Regions from separate parts of the Hordeum vulgare genome. Here region 2 is linked to region 1. Evidence: chromatin contacts called from public HiChIP or PLAC-seq data. All regions are on one chromosome and are shown on one strand. The core of a region is the stretch at or near the end of the contact, and the rest is flanking DNA. Distances in the headings are between cores, read along the strand shown.

Evidence for each region. HiChIP or PLAC-seq counts read pairs in DNA pulled down with a chosen protein or histone mark.
Region 2: an H3K4me3 HiChIP or PLAC-seq map of embryo shows a contact between it and region 1, with 9 times the contacts expected there. The contact joins the promoter of LOC123404568 here to the promoter of LOC123400978 in region 1. A contact is called at or near these places in 1 of 6 Hi-C or Micro-C datasets (seedling) and 1 of 1 datasets of contacts at active chromatin or transcription factors (embryo).

What each region holds. Positions count from the first base shown.
Region 1 is chr6H:510,964,173-510,966,925 of MorexV3_pseudomolecules_assembly, reverse strand. LOC123400978 (DExH-box ATP-dependent RNA helicase DExH15 chloroplastic) reads left to right here and starts at 1,383. Exons shown (of 16, transcript XM_045094693.1): 1 at 1,383-1,919. The coding sequence starts at 1,398.
Region 2 is chr6H:511,219,565-511,222,317 of MorexV3_pseudomolecules_assembly, reverse strand. LOC123404568 (dynamin-2A-like) reads right to left here and starts at 1,313. Exons shown (of 22, transcript XM_045098506.1): 1 at 992-1,313; 2 at 838-888; 3 at 629-749; 4 at 432-530. The coding sequence starts at 1,147.

The DNA.
Region 1 (2,753 bases), core at 134-2,633:
CGCCGTTTCTTAAATTCCCGGAGATCCGTAACTCCGACTGGGCTGAAATTTTAACACAATTTTCTTCCGGATATTATCTTTCTTGCGGCGAAAGAAGGGCCCAACAGCCTTAGGGATTGGTCACAAGCCTGCCTGCCGCGCCCTAGGGGGGCGCCTCCTGGGCTTGTGACCACCTCGGGCATCGTTTCTCGTAGATTCTTCTTTCCAAAAATCATAAATATTTCAAAAAAAAAATCCCTGTAGGTTTTTTATTGCGTTTGGACTTCGTTTGGTATGGATAATCTACGAAACAAAAAAACATGCAACAAACAGGAACTAGCACTAGGCACTGGATCAATATGTTAGTCTAAAAAATAGTATAAAAAGTTGCCAAAAGTATATGAAAGTTGTAGAATATTGACATGAAACAATCACAAATTATAGATACGACGGAGACGTATCAAACATCTTGTGGGAATTCAAGTTCCCTCTCAAGATCCGTATATTCCTATGGCAGCTGCTGCGCGGCCGGGTCCCATCCGGGACGGAGGTGTTGAAAAGGAACGGACCATCCGATGGGTTGTGTCCTTTGTGTAGGGTCTCAGAGGATTGCAACCATATCTTCTTCACTTGCCCGACCGGTAGGTTCATGTGGAGCTGTGTACGGGAGGTGGTTGGGGGCAGTTGGTGTCACGACAACCTGCCCGACATGTTTGTCGAGGTGCTTCTTCGGTCTCACAGCGCCGCTGTGAGACCGACCCTCTCGGTTACCATCGGTGCCCTCCTCTAAACTCTATGGAATATTCGTAATAAGCTTGTGATAGAGCATGTAATTCCTATCCGCGCGACTGATGCAATTTTCAAATTGTGTGGCTTTCTACGGCTATGGTGGCCGCTTAGTCGGCGCAACGACCAACACTCCATCGACACGGTTGGCGCTGCATCGAGGGGCGTTGCCGCCCGCATGGCTTCCGCCTCAACATCGCTGCTTCGTTCTCCTCCAGACCCAGATTAGCCTAGCTGTCATTGACTCTTCCTTGGGAATTATTGTGCTGCTCCCCCGGCAAGACTTCATATTTTCGTTTGTACTTTCATCATGGTTGTGTTCCAGTTGGCGTTTGCGTGGGTGCGTTAAACCTTGTGATATCTTGTATGCTTTGACCGATGCTTAATTATAATATATAAATATAATAAAGCGGGGTAAACCCTTTTTCGTTGTTTGGAAGCCAAAGCCTACTGATTTAACCGCCATGAAGGCATTCCCTGAAAAAAAAAACTTGAGGCTGGCGTAAACCCAGGTCGTTGGCGTATTTCCGGTTAGCATGTGGAAGAGCGAAGATTAAAATCCTAGCATTATCTCGTCTTCCCCCGCCTCTTCCGGCCGAATGACCAGTTCACCTTCACCACACCCTCCCGCCATGCACTGCCTCGCCCCCCACTTCCTGCTCCTCCTCCCGCTCCCCACCGCGCCCCGCCACGCGCCACCCCAGACCCCACCGCCGGCCCTCCTCCCGCCCTGCCGCCCAGCCCAATCCCAAGCCCACGCCCACGCCCACGCCGCCCCGCTCCACCGCCCCTCCGCGCGCTCCCCCTCCCGCGCCGCCGCGCCGGTGTCCGACGAGGACGAGGACGAGGAGCCCGACGAGGAGGAGGAGGAGGATGAATACGAGCTAGACATCCGCGACGTGGACTATGACGAGGACGATGACGGGGAGGGCGACGAGGAGCTGGAGGAGGGGAGCGGCGGCGAGGACGACGAGGAGGGGGATGCGGCCGCGGAGGATTCGCGGCAGGAGACCGCGGAGCGGAGGCAGCGGTCGGAGCAGTACAAGTCGCAGCAGGTGGCCAAGCTCGTCGCCGAGGTGCGGGAGTTCGGCGACGATATCATCGACTACAATGAGCTCGCTGGGATCTACGACTTCCCCATCGACAGGTTTCAGGTACCTGACTCGCGCCGATGAACTAATTCTGGTTCTACTCACTGAAGCTGTATGGGTTTCAGTGAGAGCTTGTCGATTTCGGAGTCTTGAAATGTTTTGGCATTTGTTGCTCTAGCACTGCCAGTATCTTATACTTGTATCTAGTTTCAAACTAGTACTTTGTCGAATCCGTCCATCTACTCCCTCCATTGATGTTTTGCGTATTTCAATATGGACTATGTACGGACTGAAATGACTGAACAAGCACACTAAAATGTGCCTACATACATTCCATTTAGAAAAATAATAATTAGAACATCTTATAATAGTGAACCGAGGGGAGCACCGCCAGCTTATTTAAACCAACTTAGTTGAACCTAATTTTAAAAGCTTGGATTCCATGGCTGGCCTAGAAACACAGTGATCAGAAAAGGGAAATAAAAAAAGAGGTGGTAGCACTGCTTAGAACTCAATAAGCTCAGTCACATAACGCGACAGATATCTCAAGATAAAACAAATCATGCTAATTAAACATATAATCAAATATTGTAGCTGTATTTTGTTTGCAAATATAATTTTCGCAAACCAATTGTTTTGTACCGATACTGTAACACAGTAAACCATGCAATTGTGCGGGCCAATCTGCTAGTTAGATACATGCCATTACACGGGGGACATCTCTTGTGTTGTCTACTGCAATACACTTCCTAACTTGTGGCATCATGGAGCTCACTGAGGTCTTGCTTTTGTACTGTGCTTTCCCGTGGTAGATATCTTCGTGCTATAGGATGATTTTGGAGATCTTCTCTTCTTAGGGAGCTTACTAAAATGGGATAATCTTGGATGGTTCATATA
Region 2 (2,753 bases), core at 64-2,563, 260 kb before region 1:
AAAACAAAGAGAGACACGGTGAGAAATCATTTGCAAAGGAAAGACAGGGAATTAATGTCTAGCATGTAGCATAACTCTCAGATATTGAGTTGGTATTTTCGAATCAGATTAAATTATATTGAGCTGGTATTCCAAATCAGATTAATTGCATCGTTGGAAAAATAAGAGAGCGCACTTTTGAGTAAGTAGTAATAACTATACCAGAGCACGCTAGATTTGAGTAATTGGTGCCTTCCACAATCTTAAGGTCTTGCCATTTCAGCTTTAAATGGCACATAAAACTTAAGCTATCAATACCAAACAACTAGTTTGGAAACTTGCTCGAACATACCATACCCTCAGGAATGCCTGACTATACAGCTTGCTACTAGATTAGCAACATTGCCCAAACTACTAGTACTAGAGTAAACATGTGTGATCCAGCGACAGACCTGTACTTGTCCGCAGCTTGAGGTAAATCTCATCAGTCCGGCTCCTCCCGGGTCCGGTGGCCTTGCTAAGCCTATCCTGCAGTGAATGCCGGAGCGCACCTGCACGCCAACACAAGCACAAAGTGTCACCATACTGAGCGGACCGACCACCCGCGTGCATTGTCAGATCTGGCTGGCCAGGGGGAGATCTCACTCACTCGAAGAAACCTGCTGCGACTTGCTGTCGATCTGCAGGACGATTGACTTGGTGCTGAGGCCCGGATCCCTCTGCAGGTCGACAACTATGGGCGCCCGCGTGGCCCCGTTCTCCCCCGTCGGCTGCAGCAGAGCAGCCACCACTGGTCAGCACAAGCGAAGGCCTAAAGCGGCGGAGGACAGCGAGAGCTAGGGACGAGGCACTACTCACCAGCACGGGGTGGCCGATGAGGGAGTTGAGCACGGCCGACTTGCCGGACCCCTGCACGGAAGGGAAGGGAAGGGAAGGGAAGGGAACAAAACCGGATCGCGTCAGATCAGGGCGCGGGCGGGGCGGGAGAGGGCTGTGGGGCGGCGGCACTTACGACGTTGCCGAGCGCGACGGCGTTGAGGAAGGTGGAGGGGCGGCGCGGGGCGGCGTCGTCGGAGGGGTCGTCGTCGGCGAGGAGCGAGGCGGCCTGGCGCATGGACTCGGAGAGCTCGACGAGCTCGACGATGGCGTCCATGGCCGACGACGACATGGGCGCAGGGATCTCGAGGCCGGTCGGGGAGATCTCGGGGGGGGGTGGGGTGGGGTGGGGAGCTGCTGTTGCGAGGAAATTGGAGGCGGACTCCTGGAAATTGGAATCCGCCGGGCGAGTGTAGGGGGGCTCCGGGAATGGGAACGGGAATGGGATTTGACACGCGCAACGCAAACGGGGGAGGGGGAGGGGGAGTCGTTGCGCACTTGCAGTTGCGCCCCTGCTTTTCAAGTGACGGGACCACCCACCAGTGAGGTAGAGGTGCGGTGCGAGCGGTGGGGCGTGGGACGTTTTGTTCGTTCCGGCGCGTCGGTCGGGTTTGGTTGCAGATCTGGCGGCTCGCGAGTGGAGCTCCGTCGGCTCTACGCGGAAACGGGCTGGGGTGCGTTTGAGGCTGCCTCTTGTTTTTGTTTTTCCAAATTCGGGAGCTTTATTAATTACTGGTAATCTGAATTGAATACTGGCGAATCTGAAGAGGAAATTGTGTGTTTAATTAAACAATGCTTCTAGTGTGACTAGTAAATGACTAGTATGTGCAATGCAAGTTGATAGATACTCCATAATGCTTCGTATTAGTACTGTTGGTACCATGGTTATCATGGTTTATGTGATTGCGGTGCAACCGTTAGGATAATTCTTTTGTCTTTGTGTGAAGAAGATTTTTAGGATATAGCACCAATAATAAACATAGAAAAGACCGATGTTGTTATACACCTTGTTGATGCAGGATGAAGAAATGCCAGGTCATTAGGCATAGGCTAATCACAGAAGTAAGCTAGTCACGGTAGTCGTGGCCAAGGCTAGAATTACCATATCGTCAGTACCAGTAGTTTGAATTTTTTGGATCTTATTCGAATGAATTCGTAATGTATGAGTTGGGTTGTTTATCTACTTATGGTTTGGACCCGTTATTTTCTGTTGTTCACTCTAAGGGATATAAGGCTCATAAGACTCTGTCTTGTGGGTGTTATATCAACGACATGAATACTACATCATGTAGTGGTATGATGGGTCACCATAACATCTACCGATGAAAAGAGCAAAGTATCGAATAGTAGGTAATTGGATGCTCCTAAGAGCATCTCTAGCAGACCCCGCAAAAGCCTCGAACCCGCAAAATTCCGACGAGTATGCGGGTTCGGCCCATTTTTCCGACCAGAACAGAGCCCGCATACTCGCCCGGCCCGTAAAAATATTTGCCGCTGCCCGCAAACCTCCCGCCCCGATCTCTATATCTACGGTTCCGCGGCGCGTTTGCGGGTTGAAACCCTATCCCCCGCCGCCGCCGAGCCACGCAATCCCCCACCCTCCCTCTCCACATTTCTCGCCACCGGCAACCACATTTCGCCTCCAACCGCCATGTGGAGCTCCGAACGCGGCGGCGAAAGCAAATCCGGCGGCAGAAGCGACCTGGAGCGCGAGCGCCGCGTCCGCTCGGACGCCGCGAGGAAGCGCGGGGCACGAAGGTGGACCAACCGTGGCATGGAGCCGCCGGCGAGCTTCCGGCGGAGCGAGACGGAGGAGTATGATCGCCTGCACGGCTCCTCGGCCGCGACCTCGTCCTCGGTGGCGAGATCCTATGCCGGGAGCTCCTCCTCTTCCGGCT